2 separate regions of the Rattus norvegicus genome follow, and region 1 is linked to region 2. A link is a contact called in public Hi-C data. All regions are on one chromosome and are shown on one strand. Each heading gives the region's core, a stretch centred on a gene start, on an enhancer-like site or on the middle of the called end of the contact. The rest is flanking DNA. Distances are from core to core; before and after follow the strand shown.

Region 1 (2,700 bases), core at 105-2,604, 110 kb after region 2:
TATAGAGAGAGAGAGAGAGAGAGAGAGAGAGAGAGAGAAGAGAAACAAATAAATAACATCTATTAGTATGTAGTATTTGTCATGGGATTCTTGGACTATGAGTTTGAAAGCCTAATAAAAATTTCCTTTTATGTTGGCCATTTACGAAAACATTTTAACACACGTAACTTATTTTAACTTGCTTACAGCCTGGTAGTCTTCACAAGTGTAAATTTTTCTAATTTTAATTTACATAGGGATTTGAATTATAGAGAATTATGAAAACTCCTTGATCAAAAACGGAGAATTTGGTATGGAAGAATAAGTTTAAAGGGAAAATTATGTCCGGGTCAGCAGATGCTGGGCTTGCCCTTTTTTTTTTTTTTTTTTTTTTTTTTTTTTCCCCTCGGAGCTGGGGACCGAACCCAGGGCCTTGTGCTTGCTAGGAAAGCACTCTACCACTGAGCTAAATCCCCAACCCCCCTTTTTTAAGTGGGTGGTAGGTGAGTTTAGTTATATAAAGGAATAAGGATGATGGAGATCTCTCTCTCTCTCTCTCTCTCTCTCTCTCTCTCTCTCTCTCTCTCTCTGCTTCTTGATTGACAGGGTCTCATTATATAGCCCAAATTGGCCTGGAATTTTTTTTTTTACCTAATTTTTTGAGAAGTATTTTTATTTTCCGTTCATGGGTGTAAAAGTAGGACAGAAGGACAGAGAATGGCCGTGTCTGGGAGGGTGGGTGCTGGCCATCCATGGTCATATGATACTTGGGAAATCAAGTTCCCCTCTTAGGCGTCTTAGTCTCATTAATAGAAGTAGAGACACAAACAGAACCCATATCCACCCGCACCCCACTTCCTCACCCCACCCCCGGCAAACACACAGAAGCCTGAGGGCAGCTTTTACAGTCTAGAAGGAGAACCCTAGGGCAGTCAAGCTGGGAATCTCCTGGCTGCCTGGAAGGGAGGAAAGAGGAAAAACAGCCAAGCTATTTGAGATAAAGCAACCAGAGGTCAGTCACCTAGAGGCCGCCAGCCATGCACCAGGAGCAGATTGTTAGCAGCAGGAGGAGGGCGTTAGAAAAGGTGTTAGGAAGTCCAAAGCTTTGGTTAGGGAGTTTAAAAAGCATACTTAGGTCCTGGTCCTACTGCAGAAAAGAAAAATAAATAGTTCTGGGTTCTGTGTCAGCCATCAGACAGGGCAGGTCCCTGAGCCTCCCGGCAGCTTTGATGGCTGTCAGGGCTACACTGCAGCCTTGGGCTTGGGGTGGGAGACGGGCAGTGAGCATGGACAGAAAAAGCACTTTGTCTAAGGTGAGCACCCTAGCTAGTCAGGTCCCCGATCTGCCACAGCACTGAAGTAACCCTTAAGACAAGAGACAAGGGCCTGTCTCCACCTAGAGGTAGATTCTGCTCTCGACACTACCGGGCCCAACAACTTAAAATGAAAAGTGTAGGAGACACCCTAAAATTATTTTGTAGATTAGAGGAGTGCACAACAAATAGTCTCAAAGGCAAGGGCTCCCCCACAGACACCCCAGGAAACCTTAACCCTGATTCTTACTGCTTTCAGTATTTTTTGTGTATTTTTTTGTCTGTTTTGTCCTTTTGTTTCAGATCTAGGGCTCACATGGGAGGCCATAGCTCCACACCTAAGCTGCACCACACACACACACACACACACACACACACACACACACACACACACCACACACACACACCACACACACACACCACAACACACACACATACACACACACCACAACACACATACACACACACCACAACACACACACACCACAACACACATACACACACACACCACAACACACACACACACACACCCCACACACACACCACAACACACATACACACACACCACAACACACACACATACCACAACACACATACACACACACCCCACAACACACACACACACCCCACACACACCACAACACACACACACCACAACACACACCCCACAACACACACACAGACACACACACACCCCACAACACACCACACACACACCCCACAACACACCACACACACCCCACAACACACACACACACACACACACACACACACACACACGCCCATGTGTTCTTTTACGTAGAAACACAATACACCAACTCTTATGCTGAATCCATTCTTTTGAGATAGTATGTTTTTAAGGGAATAAACTCTGAGCACCCCAAAACATGCTGGTACTGACTCTTCAAGGGCTCTGAGCAGACTGATCATGGGGGATGTGTGGCCGGCACTATCTCTAGGATTAGCTTTGAAAGAGAAGCATCTCACACACTCCCTCAGGACATTAGTCCCCTCTTTCCTTCCAGGCAGAGGTCCAATGAGCGTTTTGAGTTTCCTGGGCACCCAATGGCATCTCTGTCTCATACATACTTCATAGGCTGTATTCTGCACTTACTGTTTTTAAACAGATTGAGTAGTGCAGCTACTGGTCTAGGCCTGAACTGGACTGGTATATTTGTGGCCATGAGTAACACAGCAGAGAATGTCCCGGGCATAGATGAGTGCAGACAGTTTGTCTCTGAAGGTGCTGGGAGGAGCCAGGCTCCTGTCCCCTTCTCCGCGTGTGGAGTATTTCTGCACTGTCTTCATGGGCACATAAATACCTTCACAGCTCCATTCTTTCTTAAGTCACTGTGTGATAAACCTCATAGCAATTCCATTGCTTTATGACATTTCCCTTTCTTTCTAC
Region 2 (2,700 bases), core at 38-2,537:
TGGTTCCTTTGGGGACTCAAGTACCCCACCACCACCTGGACACTCACATTCTCCCAGCAGCGCCTTCTCTAAGCTAACTGGGGAAGTATGACAGTAACACACACTTCACTAAATGCCCAATACACCCCTCCGCTGTATTCAAGGGGCAGAAGACAGTGTGGGTGGAGATAGTCCTAATGGCAGAGCCTCCGTGGGCTGTGTTTCCTGGATACTTTCAGTCTTTATAACCCCTAAGTCATATATGTTGGAATCCATACCCATAGTGATTAATTACATTGGGAAATGGGACTGTTGGGGATTGAGTAGGACCTGAGGATGCAGTCCTTCTGAATATGGTTGCAGCCTATCTGAGTCATGACAGGACACCACAAGTGATCATTTATAAAGCACCCCAACTTTTTTGTTCACAATTCCAAAGCTTTGAAAATCCAAGATTGAGGCAGTGACATCTGTTGTGAGCCTTCTTACTGTACAGCCTATGGCAGAAGGTGGGAGGGCAAAGGAGCCTGTATGGAGATGACTATAATCTTTTTACCAGAAACACATTGTCTCAATAACCAATCAACCCAGTCTCATGAGAAGAGCACTGATCTCCTCATGAGAGAAGGCCCTGGTGATAATCACTTTGTGAAAGTCCCAATTCTTAATACTATTACAGTGGTTATTAAATTTCAACATGAGGCTTGGAAAAGGCAGGCAAACTGCAGCAAGATCTTCCCTTTACTACGAGCTGGAAGGCAGGACACATCATCAAGAAAGCACGAAGAAAGTGTGCTCCACAATGCTTGACCCCGGCCTCCATGGGCAGGGCCAGTCAGAGCAGCCCTGAGTGTTTGGCCGTCCTGGGTGTTCAGCAAGCCCTATAACTGTTTTCATATCTGTCTTCCCTGTTCTGGGGAATAAGGGCAGGTACCAAGTCTTGTTTGTCTTTGGCTTGAACATAAAGAGGTGATGAATGTGCCTTTAGTGAATGATAGCTGTGGGATGAAGAGGTGTAATGGTCCCAGGAGACAGAAGCTGTGCTCGCTTGGGGACAGGGGGGGTGGGAGGGCAGGAACAGTAAGAATTGGATGAACCAGAAAGATCAAGGGAATCCCAGATGGAGGCAGAGGGATTGACAGTTTGAGCAGAACTTGGCTTGCTCTTGGAGGCAGCTGGGCAGGCAGGCCTGAGATTACAGTTCTCCTTCTCCAGCCGCTGCTCCCCAGCTAAGTATTTCTAAGAGGCTCCAGCCAGTCTTTGGGATTGTCCCACCACTAACCCTGAATGGCCAGGGGTGAAACAGGAAGCAGCTGGGCAGTTCATGCCTGCCTGGAGCCCAGAGTAAAAATAGCTCAACAGAGCAAGCCTTGGGACTGTCTCATGCCGTGGCTGTTTTGTTTTGTTTGCATTTTGCTGTCTCAAAATGAGTGGAGAACTTTCTTCCCCAAGATTACAAGTTGGATGAGTGATGGAAGGCTCTGTGTGTGCAAAGGAGCCCTCAGGGAAGAGGGTGCACATTTGCAAGTCCTTTTGGAGAAGGTGCCTTCTCTACAGCAAAGAAAGGAAATTAGAAGGGAAACTCAGTTTTTGTGAATCTGCCTGGGAATCTTTGACTGGGTCATCATGGCTGCCAAATATTTCCACCATCCACACTTCCCATTAAGACTCCAAATTCATAAATTCCTAGAAGACTTAGAAAAAAATAATTACTTGGCTAATATTCTAAAACCCAGGTTTATGAAGAACCTCATGTAGCAGGTAATAATGAATTGGAAGGGTTGAACAGAATGATGATGAACAAGTAAATGAATAGATTTATGGGTGAATGGATATGTATATGGATGGAGGGATGGATGGATGGATGGATGGATGGATGGATGGATGGATGGATGGGTGGGTGGATGGAGGGAGGGATGGGTGTTTATGAATGGATAATTAGTAGATCCTAAATGATTGAGTAGCTGCTAGGCAGGTAAATAGATAAGGCAAAGAGGAGAAAGTCTACCCTGTTTAAGACTTCAGGGAAAGGATATTCCTGAGACTTATTAATACCCATGATAAGGTAATAGTCAGAAAGCAAAAATGGATTTCCACCTTTAGCCCAAGCAATATTGTTACTGTATTTTCCCAAGTAGCCCCAAACACAGCCATGAAAGAGCTGAACACTGTCTGGAAATGTTTTTACCCAAGAGAAGACAGAACCAGATGTACAAGCTTGAGACTATGATAAAATCTTCATCGTGACAGAGTCAGAGTTGTTTGGGTCACTTTGAGATGAATGTATGTCCAAGTCAGTTGGTAGTGACAGCAGACACCCAAAGCACCCCCAAAGAAACCATTCTGTGAGTACCTAAGACAGTTCCCAGGGACCCATGCTGCCTAGCAAGGCTTAATAACACATGACCTCAAGCTCATGGGCACCCAATTCAAATCATAACTTCTATATTAACTAGTTGTATATCCAGGGGAAAATGTTCCCTAACAATTTGTATTGAAGCACTGTAACATTCATTTTTTTAAAGTATACATTGCTGTGGTTTGACATATATTCAAAAATTACGCCAATATCACCACTGTCCAATTCCAGAATATTGTTATGATCTCCGATGGAAACTTCATCCTGCCTAGGAATCACTTCCCATTGCTCCCTCCCTCTTCCCTGGCACAAGTCTACTGTCTGTGAATTTCCCTGTCTGGACATTTCATATAAATGACTTC

The links. A called contact is a pair of places that touch in the nucleus more often than the background predicts.
Region 1: a Hi-C map of the A7r5 cell line shows a contact between it and region 2, with 3 times the contacts expected there. The contact joins two enhancer-like sites. A contact is called at or near these places in 3 of 12 Hi-C or Micro-C datasets (the A7r5 cell line, frontal cortex and kidney).

What each region holds. Positions count from the first base shown.
Region 1 is chr15:61,101,112-61,103,811 of GRCr8, forward strand. No RefSeq gene overlaps it. Among named protein-coding and RNA genes, the nearest start is that of Rgcc, 18 kb to the left of the region's middle. Within about 2 kb of position 1,355, at least 7 of the 93 cell types and tissues checked have an H3K27ac peak or open chromatin away from gene starts, as enhancers often do. A contact at or near this core is called in the A7r5 cell line, where this site is marked.
Region 2 is chr15:60,992,789-60,995,488 of GRCr8, forward strand. No RefSeq gene overlaps it. Among named protein-coding and RNA genes, the nearest start is that of Rgcc, 90 kb to the right of the region's middle. Within about 2 kb of position 1,288, at least 8 of the 93 cell types and tissues checked have an H3K27ac peak or open chromatin away from gene starts, as enhancers often do. A contact at or near this core is called in the A7r5 cell line, where this site is marked.